Linked DNA regions of Zea mays: region 1 is linked to region 2. A link is a contact called in public Hi-C data. All regions are on one chromosome and are shown on one strand. The core of a region is the stretch at or near the end of the contact, and the rest is flanking DNA. Distances in the headings are between cores, read along the strand shown. Region 1 holds the start of LOC100279786. Region 2 has its middle 53 kb from the start of LOC100216786.

Region 1 (6,560 bases), core at 2,873-5,372, 180 kb after region 2:
TCTGCTTCGGCTTGTATTGAGTGGTAGCTTTCTTTTGCACAAAAGCATTGTATCCAATACCACTCTTGTTGTTTTTCATAACAGTGTTCATAAGCAGCTCATTTTGGAGGTATTGACCCTTGTTGAACTTTTGCACACTTGTTGCAAGATGTTCATTTTTACTTTTTAGTTTCTTGACCTCATTTTTAAGCCTTTGATTATCCACTGCCAACTCATTGTTGAAATCATTGTTCTCAATAGCAACCTTTCCTCTAGTAGTTGCATCAGTCAAGTAATTCTTCAATTTTTGGTTGTCTAAAGTCAGGACTTCAACTTTTTCAGTCAATTCAGCATGTAGACTAGTTTGCTCTTCTTGACTCAAATCATCACATGAGGTTGCTACATCAAACTTAACAACAGGGTTAATAGCCTCATGTGTTTTGCAAGATAAAAGTTCATTTTCAACAAGAAGATTGTCATGATCAAATTTAATTTGAGTATAGTCTTCCTTGATCTTTACTAGTCTATTTTGCAACTCCCTATTAGCTTCATTTAATTTGTCATATTTTTCCTTAGCATCTTTTAGGGAGTTTGTGAGCTCATTTATAGTTGATGACATAGTTTTATTCTCTTTTTTTATTTCATCACTAGCCTTTATAACTATGTCATATTTGGCATTTAAAGATTCATTTTCATTTTTCAACCTATCACATTTAGCTTTTGACTTTCTAATGATTTGAGTATATTCTTTAAGCAAGTCAGCTAACTCATCATATGAAGGTGAAGCAAATTTCTCATCACTATCACTATCACTATCACTATCATCAGCAATATTGATATCATTTTGTACCTTCCGTTCACCCCTAGCCATGAGGCATAGGTGAGGAATTGATGATGGTGATGGTGGTGGTGAAGAGAAGTCCCCGGTGATGGCGGCAACTTTTTCATCATCCTCTTCTTCACTTGAAGAAGACCCACTTGATGATTCGATGTCGGTGAGCCAGTCGCCAACAATATATGCCTTTCCATTCTTCTTCTTGTGGAACCTCTTTTGCTTCCCATCCTTCCTCTTGAAGAATTTCTTTTCCTTCTTTTCATCATCGCTGTCATCTTCTTTCTTGCCCTTGAACTTATTCTTCTTGGGCTTGTTGCATTGATGAGCAAGATGACCGAGCTCACCACAGTTGTAGCAGTCCATCTCAGAAATGGGCTTTCTTTTGTTGGAAAAGAATTTCTTCTTCCTTGAATCAAATTTGATTCCTTCTCTATTTAGCTTCTTCAGCATCTTGGTGGTCTTCCTTACCATCAAGGCAATGTTTGCATCAAGGTCATCATCACTTGAGGATTCTTCCTCAACTTGTATTTTTGCTTTTCCTTTTCTTTCATGATTTGCTTTGAGAGCCAAATCCTTTCTTTTGGAAGATGATTCTTCTTTGTCGTTGATGTGCATGTACATTTCATGGGCATTGATCTTTCCAAAAATTTGTGTAGGTGTGGTAACTGAAAGATCCATTTGATGTAGCACAGTGACAATGTGTCCATATTTGTCTATTGGGAGGACACTGAGAATCTTCCTCACAACATCCGGTTGTGAGATTTGAGTAAGCCCCAATCCATTAACTTCCTCTACAAGAATATTGAGACGTGAGTACATAGCATTTGCATTTTCATTAGTAAGCATTTCAAAAGAATTTAACTTTCTCATGGCTATGTGATATCTTTCCTCACGTTCACTTCTAGTTCCTTCGTGTAGAGCACAAATGTCCATCCACAAATCATGAGCATTTTTATGATTTCTTACTCTATTGAACACATCTTTGCAAAGGCCTCTAAAAAGGGTGTTTTTGGCCTTAGCATTCCATTTCTCATAATTGAACTCATCACCTACAAGATTTGTGGGATCTCTACGTTCGGGGAATCCTTGTGTGGCGGCTTTATAGACACCAATGTCTATAGCCTCTAAGTATGCTTCCATACGAATTTTCCAATAAGGAAAATCGTCACCATCAAAAACGGGAGGAGGTCCATCCCCACCGGACATCGTAACTCTAGCGATTAAGCTAATCTATGAGCAACAAGGCTCCGATACCAATTGAAAGGATCACGATGCCCAAGAGGGGGGGGTGAATTGAGTTTTTCTAAAAATCAACACTAATTAAAGACTAAGCAAGAGCTAAGCAAGAGCCCAACTTCACCCCAACAACTAGCACTAAGAATATAATACTAGAAATGCAACAATGCTAAGACAATACTTCAAATACTTGCTAAACAAATACACAATGTAAAGTGCTTGAATTAAGTGCGGAATGTAAAGCAAAGTTTAGAAGACTCCTCCAATTTTTCCCGAGGTATCGAAGAGTCGGCACTCTCCACTAGTCCTCGTTGGAGCACCCGCGAAAGGGTATCGCTCCCCCTTGGTCCTCGCAAGAACCAAGTGCTCACTACGAGATGATCCTTTGCCACTCCGGCGCGGTGGATCCCTCGAGACCGCTTACAAACTTGAGTCGGGTCACCAACAAGATCTTCACGGTGATCACCGAGCTCCCAACGCCACCAAGCCGTCTAGGTGATGCCGATCACCAAGAGTAACAAGCCATAGACTTTCGCTTGACCAAGAGAAGCCTAATGCAAGTGGTGTGTGCTCTAGGTGGCTCTCGCTAGGCTAATGAGGAACAAAACACGAATTAAGATTCTCTAATCTCCTCACTAGGCTTTTGGTGCTTGCAATGCTCTAGCAATGTGCTGGAATAAATGTGGAGTGCAAGACATTGAATATGGTGGGTGGAAGGGGTATAAATAGCCCTCACCCACCAACTAGCCGTTACAGGCAACTTTCTGCGCACTGGCGCACCGGACAGTCCGGTGCGCCACCGGTGCGCCAACGGTCGATTCCAACGGCTAGTTCTGACAGCTAGCCGTTGGACTCATGGTACACCGGACAGTCCGGTGCGATGTCCGGTGCGCCACTAAAATTCAACTCTGAAACAGGCGCTCTCGGGTTTCTGCGGAGGGAATGCCTCTCCACTGGACCAGCCTGGCCCCACGTGGCAGAGGGTGCACCGGACAGTCCGGTGCACACCGGACAGTCCGGTGCACACCGGACAGTCCGGTGCACACCGGACAGTCCGGTGCCCCAGGGCCAGAAACCCTAACTCTTGATTTTCAACTGATTTTCAAATCGGTTTTCGTTCTAACTTGTGTGTGAGTTCTAGAGTGACACCTAGCATTGTATGTGAGTGTGATTGTGCACCAACACTACACTAGAACTCTCTTGGTCAAACTACTCATCGACAACCCCTCTTTATAGTACGGCTAAAAGAGAATAAAAGACCTAACTAAACCGCGAGTGTCCACATCTCCTTGACACTCGGACTCTGTAGACCTTCACCTTTTGTTTCGTCGTTTTAGCCGTCGCTTCGAGTTCTTATCTCCGGGATTGTTTTCACATTGTAGTACTTCTACCTGTCATGCGACCTAACTTACCATTTGTCTCTGCAAAACACACGTTAGTCACATATAATATTACGTTATCATTAATCACTAAAACCAACCAGGGGCCTAGATGCTTTCACCATTCTAGCTTTCAATTGTGATTTTATGCCTCATTTTTCAACTTTTTTATTTTACCCCTCTATTTTAAAAACAAAACCCTGCTTGCGTCATTACGTAATGTTAAATCTGATGAAAAAGACAAAAATACCTATGCAATCTATTATGATTTTGTCTCTCGCTATATCATGTAATTGTGATTCTATTCTTGTTGGGTTGCACCCGTACAAAATAGGAGGCGGCTGGTGGTTTGGACCTTTCAATCATTTCTTTTCATATTTTTCATTTTTAATCAATAATTCTGATTTTAACTAACGACGTTGAGCGTGGGTCAAACAGTACCTTCGTTTTTAAATTAGATGGATAAAATCACTGAAAAACGGGCTAAAATTATAATTGTAAAACCAACTAATGGTATAATCTTAATTGTCTCTGTTACTAGTTTAATTTGTCTGCTGTCCGGAACAAGCGTCCAGTACAAGAAAAGGGCACGAACAGATAGGGCCCACTGTGGCAGCCAGCCGGCCGGGCCCCTAGGTGGTCCCGCGTCCGCTCTCGTCTTCCTCTCCCAATGTCAATAGCCACTTCCACTCCCAAAGTCACAAGGGTCCGAACCCAACAAAAAAACTCTCCAAACCCCATTTCATTTTTCAAATCTGCTCCTGCCCCACCTCCGCCGCCGGACTTCCAAACGATCAAACCCCACCCAGTCGCTGTCTCCAGCCCCAAATCCTCGAGCTCCCTCCGTCAGTGGCGCGATGGGGTTCGTGGATCCGGCGGCGCCGCTGCTGGCGACGTGCGGCGGCGACACGGTTAAGCTTTTCGACGTCACGGTGGAGACCGGCGACCCCTGCGTCCTCGCCTACACCCCCGCGCCCGCGCACCCCGTCAACGCCGTCAAGTGGAACCACACCAGTGAGTGCCCCCTACCCGTGCTCTCAGATAGTCAGATCCCCTGAATTCGGTCGCTTTGCTTCGTAACGCGAGGATCTGTAGCTGCGAGCTCCGTACGTGTTAGCATTTGATGGTTCGATCCAACACTTGAATCCTCGTTGAGATCGCTTATTGTCGGTTGCTACATTATGGTTGGATCAGGGGACTGCCGTTCCCATATTGCGGCGGAATTGCAAAGTGGGGCGGTTGCAATTTTGAGATTTTATAGTACCCATTTAGTGCAGTGGTTATGCTGGTAGGTAGTGTAAGACCATGCCCTGAGCCATCAGCCTGTTGATGCTCTTGATCTGAATTTTGCACTGATTAGTTGATGAGCTTTATCTTACTCCATAGACGCTGATGCACTGTCTACAATCAGGATGCCATTTGGGGCTACTGAGGTTATGCATGTCCTATCTCTGTTACTGGTATTTTTTTTCTATTAGTAAATCAGAGTTTTTTTCCCAAAAAGAAAACCAATTTCAACAAAATCGAATGCACCACTGCTTCTACTGCTTAAATTTGTTTCTGAGAACTACATGATAGTGCATTTTTGCAGTTTAATATTCAGAGGAACTATGCAGAGTATTGATTGTCTGTTGGAGATTGAGCTGGCAAGCACTTTTGTACTGTGCTTACACTTTCTGACATTTTATTCTGCACTGCTGTGCACATTCTATTGGCTTTATGTTTTTACTTTACAATGCAATTCTATGATCTCACACAGCAGTATCTATCGAAGTAACAAACTTACACATCTATTGGTCTGAAGTTGAAGTTGTAGCTTCACCAAACAAACCATACAATTTATGTTCCTTAGAAAAACTATCATACCACAGATGTTAGTTTTGGTTACCTTCGTGCAAATGGTTGGAGTTATTTGCAATATATCCTAGAGCAATCAGGCTAAAATGTCAACTTCTAGCCTTTCGATCATGTTATTTATTTGTATTTACATGCTTACACATGCATCAACCAAAACTAGTGACATGCTATGGTGAAGGACAGGATATCCATTTCTTTCTTGCAGTGAATGATAGAGTACTTTTATTAATATATTTTTTTCTATGTTTCACAAGTAAACGCTAAGAAACAGTTTTTGTTTTCTTTTTTTAGTGTAACATCTGTTATGTTACATTTAGCGTTCCATTGTTTCCCTAACTGAATATATTTACAAGACATTATCCTCTATATGCTTGAAACAGAACCTCAATATGTTGAAAAAATGATTCCTTGTATTGCACTGTAAAGCTGCAAATAGAAGCACTGGCACTAACAATCATTTGCTCTTAACCTCAGATCTTATTGTAGCAAGTGCTGGCGATGATAAAAAGATCTCATTGTGGCATAAGAAGGGTCAAAATGTAGGACAACTACCAACATCAACTGTCGACCGTGGTGATGACATAGAGGTATCAGACATTAATATGATTATGTGCTCATGTATTATGCCTAACAACATGCACGTGCACTCTTATTGGGGATTTATCTAGCATTTTTTTGAAAATGCTACCTGTTTATCTATTAGCAATGCCATGACGGAAAATTTCACATCTTTGTTCATAGGCATTGCTATATTGCTTATTCATTTCTTACCTTTTTCCTTTAACGGCAAACATGCTAAATTTGGACTAATTACATGCATATGACATGCCTAGACATTTTATTTGAGTACAAAAATGAAACGATCAACCCGAATAATATCTGGTTCATTTTAGCACTAACGTTTTTGTGTTTTAGTCCATTTGAATTTTGGTTTTTTTAGAGTTCTTGGCATTGACAACAAAGCAACATTGGCAACTATAATGACATCTTTTTTCTATATATGTTTGTTTGTTTTATTGGGTTTCTTTCTTTTACACCCTAATATAGATTTAATATGCTATTGTTTAAATGTTTAGCCACTTTAATAAATAAAAGCTGCACTGTACTGCTTGATTCCTTTGAAATTTCCTACCCAGCATCTAACACGAGCAATTGAACATATGGCACTGCTCTCTCTCTCTCTCTCTCTGCGTGCATTCATGGGATTACTGAGTAATCATCTGATGGTATTTCAATCCTTTATAACTTTATTTGGTAAACCTGTGCCCATGGCT
Region 2 (6,736 bases), core at 4,044-6,543:
CAAGCTCGTGCGGCAGGGAATGGCAGGGCTGCGACACTGGAGGAGGGAGGAGTAGGGACTGGGGCACGCAACCATGGAGGAACCTTGGGCGCGGCGAGCAAAGGGGAGGAGCTAGGAGGAGGAGCGCTCGGCTACTGGAGATCCGAGGCGGCCGAGCGAGCAGAGGGGAGGGAGAAGAAGAGGGTCTGGGCACTGGGAAGGCTGGGCGATCGACTGAAGAAGAAGACCGTGTGTAGGGGAGGGAGGAGATAAGACCAAGCGGCAGGGGAGAACGGCGACCTGATTTTTTTCTTCAGAAGCAGAGCGGCGTGGGAGATAGAGATGAAGAGATCTTTTTTTAGATTTTTCTCACGTTCTCTTCTTTTTTTATACAGAAAATTACAGATATTTTGGATCCTGGTACACGATTTCACGGATGATGAATGGGAACCGAATTATTTGCACCGAAAACCTTAGTCGACGAGTTCAGATTAATTTGCTCGGAATAACATCATCAAAATGGGTCGGGCTTCCGAATTCGTATTCGCACGAGCGATGAATTTTAAATAATCACCGGACGCACCGATTTTCAGAACAAATATGTTCCAAACAGCACGAAAATTTAGGAAGAGCCCGGATAAATAAAAATGACGTCGAACTCACGACAGACGAAACAGATGCGATATTAAAATCGCGATGGGTGAAGATGTTTAAAATTTAGCATCCGTTTATCCACTGATATTACGTGCTTAAATCCATACTCATTGTCGAGCGGAATACAAACACCTGGGGTGTTACATGAAGGTTGTGGAAGTGAGTACACCGGAGGTGGGCGTCAATGTTGGGGACTTGTTCTCAAATGCTATGAGTTAAGAACAAGGCAACACAAAATGTTAAAGGTTAATACCCTTCATCATTCGAAGCATTATCTCCCTTAGGATATAATGATCTTCAGACAAAGGTCTTGAAGGACGAACCTTCATCATAGCAGTTTATGTCAATGAAAGAAGAAGCATATAGAATATAAGAGAAAACATGAATAATCATATGACATCTTTCATATCTTGTTTATTATATTATTATGAATAAATATGAACCATATTGAATTACATTTGTACCTTCGGCTTGACAAAAGGTAAAAAGTCCAAGCGTGACACATAATCGATTACAAGTCAGCGTGAACAGTACGTGGGTACTGTTCATCTTTTTATAGGCACAGGGCGCAGCCTGTGTGAAATTACATTCATGCCCTTCATGTTTACTATTGACTTAAGAACAATCTATTAAGGACTAGATAGTCTTCTCCTCCTTAAGTCGGTTCCTTTTTCTGCTACTGAGCCAAAGCTCCCTTGCGTGCAGCTTCGGCGCTAGTTCAACCTTCGCTCCGACCCTGCTTTCCATATTGTACAGCTTCATCCCGAGTCCGAAGGTTCCTGTATATATATTACACTTGGGAAGCATTGTTAATCATGTTTTTGAGGACCTTCGGAAGATGAAGGCCCCCAACAGTACCTTCTTTTTCTTGTCGTCCTTAGCCATGAGACACTTGTGGCCGACGTTGGGAAAGAGAAGACCTTTGTTGCGGCGATGTTGGCGGCATCCTCGTCGGAGGAGGAGTCGGTGGAGCTCTCATCGGAGTCCCATTCCTGACATATGTGGGCATCGCCGCCCTTCTTCTTGTAGTATTTCTTCTTCTCCTTCTTTTTCCCTTTCTTGTCGTCGTCCCTGTCACTTCCACTAGAAATAGGACATTTTGCAATAAAGTGACCGGACTTACCACACTGGTAGCAAACCTTCTTGGAGTTGGACTTGTAGTTTTCCCCCCTCCTTTGCTTGAGGATTTGACGGAAGCACTTGACGATGAGCGTCATTTCCTCGTTGTCAAGCTTGGAGGCGTCGATGGGAAGCCTACTTGGTGTAGACTCCTTTTCTTCTTTCGTCGCTTTGAATGCGACGGGTTGCACCTCGGGTGTGGAGGTGGTGCCTTGCTCCAAGTTGACAATGTGTTTGGAGTCTTTGATCATAAGTTCAAAGCTCACAAACTTGCCAATCACTTCCTCGAGAGACATTAGTTTATATCTAGGATACCCACGTATTAATTGAACTTGAGTAGGATTACGAAATACGAGGGATCTAAGAATAACCTTGACCATCTCATGGTCATCCCATTTGGTGCTCCCGAGGTTGCGCACTTGGTTCACCATTGTCTTTAGCCGGTTGTACATTGCTTGCGGCTCTTCTCCTTTGTTGAGGATGAAACGACCGAGCTCCCCCTCGATCGTCTCCCGCTTAGTGATCTTGGTCACCTCGTCCCCTTCGTGCGCGGTCTTGAGGACGTCCCAAATTTCCTTGGCAGTCTTTAATCCTTGCACCTTGTTATACTCCTCTCGACACAAGGAGGCGAGGAGTATAGACATGGCTTGGGAGTTAAAGTACCTGATTTGGGCAGCCTTGTCTGAGTCATAATCTTTGTCCCCCACCTTAGGTACATGCGCTCCAAATTCAACAATATCCCATATGCTTTCGTGGAGTGAGGTTAGATGATGCCTCATTTTATCACTCCACATACAATAATCTTCACCATAAAAATATGGTGGTTTGCCTAAGGGAACGGAGAGTAATGGAGCGTTCTTTGAAATACGAGGATAACACAGGGGCATCTTACTATAGTTCTTGCGCTCATGGCGCTTAGAAGCGACGGACGACTTGGAGCTTGATGTGGATGGTGACGAAGAATCGGTCTCGTAGTAGACCACCTTTTTCATCTTCTTCTTCTTGTCACCTTTCCGATGCGACTTGATGCAGGAAGAGGATTCCTCCTTGTGTTTGTTGCCGTACTCCCTTGAGAGAGTCCTCCCCGAGCTTGCGGAGTTGTCGCCAGTCACAATCTCCCTCTTGGCATGATCTCCCGACATCACTTCGAGTTGTTAGACTCTAATGAAGCACCGGGCTCTGATACCAATTAAAAGTCGCCTAGAGGGGGGGGGGGGTGAATAGGCGAAACCTGAAATTTATAACTTAAAATACACACTACAAGCTGGGGTTATCGTTAGAGTTAAATTCAAGTCGGAAAGAGAGGGAAAACAAATCAACCAAGAAATAAGGCGAGTGAACACCGTGATTTGTTTTACCGAGGTTCGATTCCAAAGAACCTAGTCCCCATTGAGGAGGTCACAAAGACCGGGTCTATTTCAACCCTTTCCCTCTCTCAACGGTCACTTAGACCGAGTGAGCCTTCTTCCTTAATCTCATGGGTCACTAAGACCCCGCAAGGACCACCACACAATTGGTGTCTCTTGCCTCGCTTACAAAGCACTTGAGAATAAGAGAAAAGAAAATAAGTAAGGCAATCCAAGAAGCAAGAGCTCAAAAGAACACAAAATCTCTTTCTCACAAGTCACTAAGTATTTGAGATGAATTTGGGACTTGGAGAGGCTTTGATCTTTTGAGTTGTGTCTAGGAGTGAATGCTAGAGCTCTTGTATTGAATGTGATCTTCAAAAATCTTGGATGCTTGAAATTGTGGTGGTTGGGGGGGTATTTATAGCCCCCAACCACCAAGGTAGACGTTGGGAGTCTGCTGGTGATGGGCGCACCGGACCACCGGACAAGCACAGTGTCTGGTGCGCCGCCACATCACCCAACCGTTAGGGTTCTGGAGCAGTTGACCGTTGGCGCATTTGTCTTCTTGCGGCACCGAACATTCTGGTTGTGCACCGGACAGTCCGGTGCCCCCTCTGACTCGTTGCTCTGACTTCTGCGCGACACTGTTGCTCACTGTAGCTCCTGTCAGAGTCGACCGTTGCGCGCTGGATAGCCGTTGCCCGTTGACTCACTGGACAGTCCGGTGAATTATAGCGGAGCGCGCTTGCGTTTTCCCGAGAGTGGCTGGTTGACCCTTGTACGGTCCTGGTGCACCGGACACTGTCCGGTGGCACACCGAACAGTCTGGTGCACCAAACCACAGCACACTCAAGTCTTCGCTCCGGTTCAATTTAGTCCATAACTTGAATCTTTTATTGGTTTGTGTTGAACCTTATGCACCTGTAATACATGAGTTCTAGAGCAAACTAGTTAGTCCATATATTTGTGTTGGACATTCAACCACCAAAATTAATTGTAGGAAACGGTTAACCATATTTCCCTTTCAATTACAAATGGGTGAATTAATAATGAAGTATGCATCTAAATAACTAAGGGTTTGATTGAATAATTAAACTTGCATCATGATGGTATTCTCTTGTGCACATATATCTGAACTACTGATACAAGCTTAGCTTTGAATCAAAAAAAATGCATTAGGAAATAATGTAATCTAAAAATAGGAAAAAAAAATCCAGATCCTAGCCCAGCCCCAACCCCCTTCAAAACAGCCCACACCCGTGCCAGCCCAAAATTCGCCTGCCCTGCCTGGCAGGAGTGCCGACGGGCGGGTTCCACGACGTTAGCCTTAACCACACCGCATGCTACTGTCATGTGGGCTCCCACTGTGACGAGCTTGCTCTCCTCGTGCGCGAGGCTTGTGCCACTATCACGTGGCTTCATTTCGTCAGACCGTTCTTCCCAATCAAACTAACTTCGCATCCGTCCCATTGAAACGGAACAAACTCCACAGCGTCGGCATAATCCTTATCTCGGCGTCGTTCTCCTTTCGCCCATCATAAACCCAACATCGTACCCCTTGCCCAACGCACAGCCGCATGAACCAAGGTCGTGGGCGTCGAACGCCATCGCCACCGCGAGCAGAGGGAGAGGAGAAAACACCGCCGAGCAAGAGTGTTTGCCGCCCACGTCATTTTCCCCGACGCTATCGTTCGTAGTCCAAGAAGTGGTCGTGGAGCTTCAACATGGCGAAAGGAAGGTCGCCGCGTCATCAGAGCAAATGGTGGGCTACCGTAGTCCAAAGAATTGCTCGTCGGTGATCACCGTGCCCACGGGGCCGCAATCTGCCGTGGCCAGACCGGTCGTCGCATCATTCAACGGTGAGGCACCCTCTATCTAGTTAGTGGGATCTTAAATTATGTTTTGCGCGTTCTCCAATGACGTGTAGATCACCGGGAGGCGATCAGGTGTTGCTCTGGCGGGATCTTCGTCGTGGATGCCAATGGCGTCACTGTGCCTGGCCATCAGAGGTAAAGTTAGGGCGAGAGCCATCAATTGCGTGATGGATATACTAGATTAGAGGGCGGATATCGTTTCATGGTTTAAGATCGGGGCCGTCAGATGGAGATCTGGTGGATCAGAGTGCCCTCATGTTATGACCGCGTGGCTGGTTTTCAACGGTTGGATAGAAATCCAACGACTTGGTACGCATACTGGTTCGGCATGTCCAAGTTTTAATTGTGGCCGTCAGTTTTGAGCCAACAGCCAGGAATGACCCATACCCTTTCGTCGTGGCATTCTTCATTAAGAGCCCCTGAGTTTTTATTTAATTCACCTGCAATCCGCTCCAATGTAAATACTATCACAGTTTGGTCCACATTTTTTACGGAACAGACCCTAGACTCGTTAAAAATAGTGACCACCATCCAGAAGAAATTATATTTATATCTGAAATTGATTTTATATAAAAAATAATTTATAAATTATAAAAATCATATCTCCTTCGTTTTAACTCCGAATTTAGTGGTTCTCGAACCTACAATCCCATAGCGACACGTAGAATATTCCTATGCAATTTTATTTCTATGTTTTGGTGTAATGTTATTGTATCCATTATTTGCTTATTTGCATGTCTTGCTACGAGTAGAAGTGAGTTCATGAATAATTTGATGCCCAATTTTTGGGAAAGCATCTGAACAACATGTTATCGCAAGTAAAAGACAAATTGTGTCCTTGATCACATCCTTTGACCTAATAATGTTCATGATTTTGATAATCACAGTGGCATGCTTAGGTTATATTGATGAGACCTAATAGATTACCTAGTTTTGTTTACCCTACACCTTGCATACAAATGCATTATTGGGTAGATCTGTTATTACTCTATCTGGTTTTGGGTGTATACTATATATGATTACGATCATGCCTTATTACTACTGTTGATTCTGTATGAATTATTTATGATACCCGATAAGATCATTTTATTAATTGGAACATGGAGCTTAACCTGAGACAACGGTGCTACCACAAGGGTGGAATTGGATGCTCTTGCCCAACTAATTAGGAAAGCTGGTATGTGAGAGTCTTACCTGAAAGGGGCAAGCGGGGAGGAGTTGCACAAGTATAGGGAGGTTCTCGGGTCGATATTTCTGTGATACCTTTTTAGATGAGGGATTCCTATACCCCCTCAGCCTGAATCCGTAGCGAGTTTCCTCATACAAGTGGACCTTTGTAAAGGCCTCATAGTGCTATCTTGCCTCGTCTCCTCGATAGAGATGAATGAGAGTCGAGACCCCTTGGCAAATGGGTAACACAGCTTGTGGGTAAAGATGCACAACCTCTGCAGAGTGTAAAACTACTATATTAGTCGTGGTCATGGTTATGAGCGGCTCAAGACTCTCACATGATTAAATGATGGAACTAAACTTAAAAACTTGACATGCATTGATTTACATTGTGGGGTTTATTATTCATTATGATCAATTATTTAATTGGATTGGTATCTACTTATACTTAGTAATTGCTAATAAATTTTTGACCAACTTATTAAAAGCAATGCTCAGCAATAACCATTTTCCTTGGTAAGCCTTACACTACACATGAGCCCCCACCGTAACTCTGTAAGTGAGATCACACACATTATTCCTCACACTTGA

Evidence for each region. A called contact is a pair of places that touch in the nucleus more often than the background predicts.
Region 1: a Hi-C map of tassel shows a contact between it and region 2, with 2.2 times the contacts expected there. The contact joins the promoter of LOC100279786 here to the enhancer-like site in region 2. A contact is called at or near these places in 4 of 25 Hi-C or Micro-C datasets (ear, endosperm, leaf and 1 more).

The regions. Positions count from the first base shown.
Region 1 is chr2:166,269,205-166,275,764 of Zm-B73-REFERENCE-NAM-5.0, forward strand. It overlaps LOC100279786, which reads left to right and starts at 4,123. Exons shown (of 10, transcript NM_001384182.1): 1 at 4,123-4,443; 2 at 5,761-5,873. The coding sequence starts at 4,287.
Region 2 is chr2:166,089,413-166,096,148 of Zm-B73-REFERENCE-NAM-5.0, forward strand. No RefSeq gene overlaps it. Among protein-coding and RNA genes, the nearest start is that of LOC100216786, 53 kb to the left of the region's middle. Within about 2 kb of position 5,294, at least 16 of the 20 cell types and tissues checked have an H3K27ac peak or open chromatin away from gene starts, as enhancers often do. A contact at or near this core is called in ear, endosperm, leaf and 1 more, where this site is marked.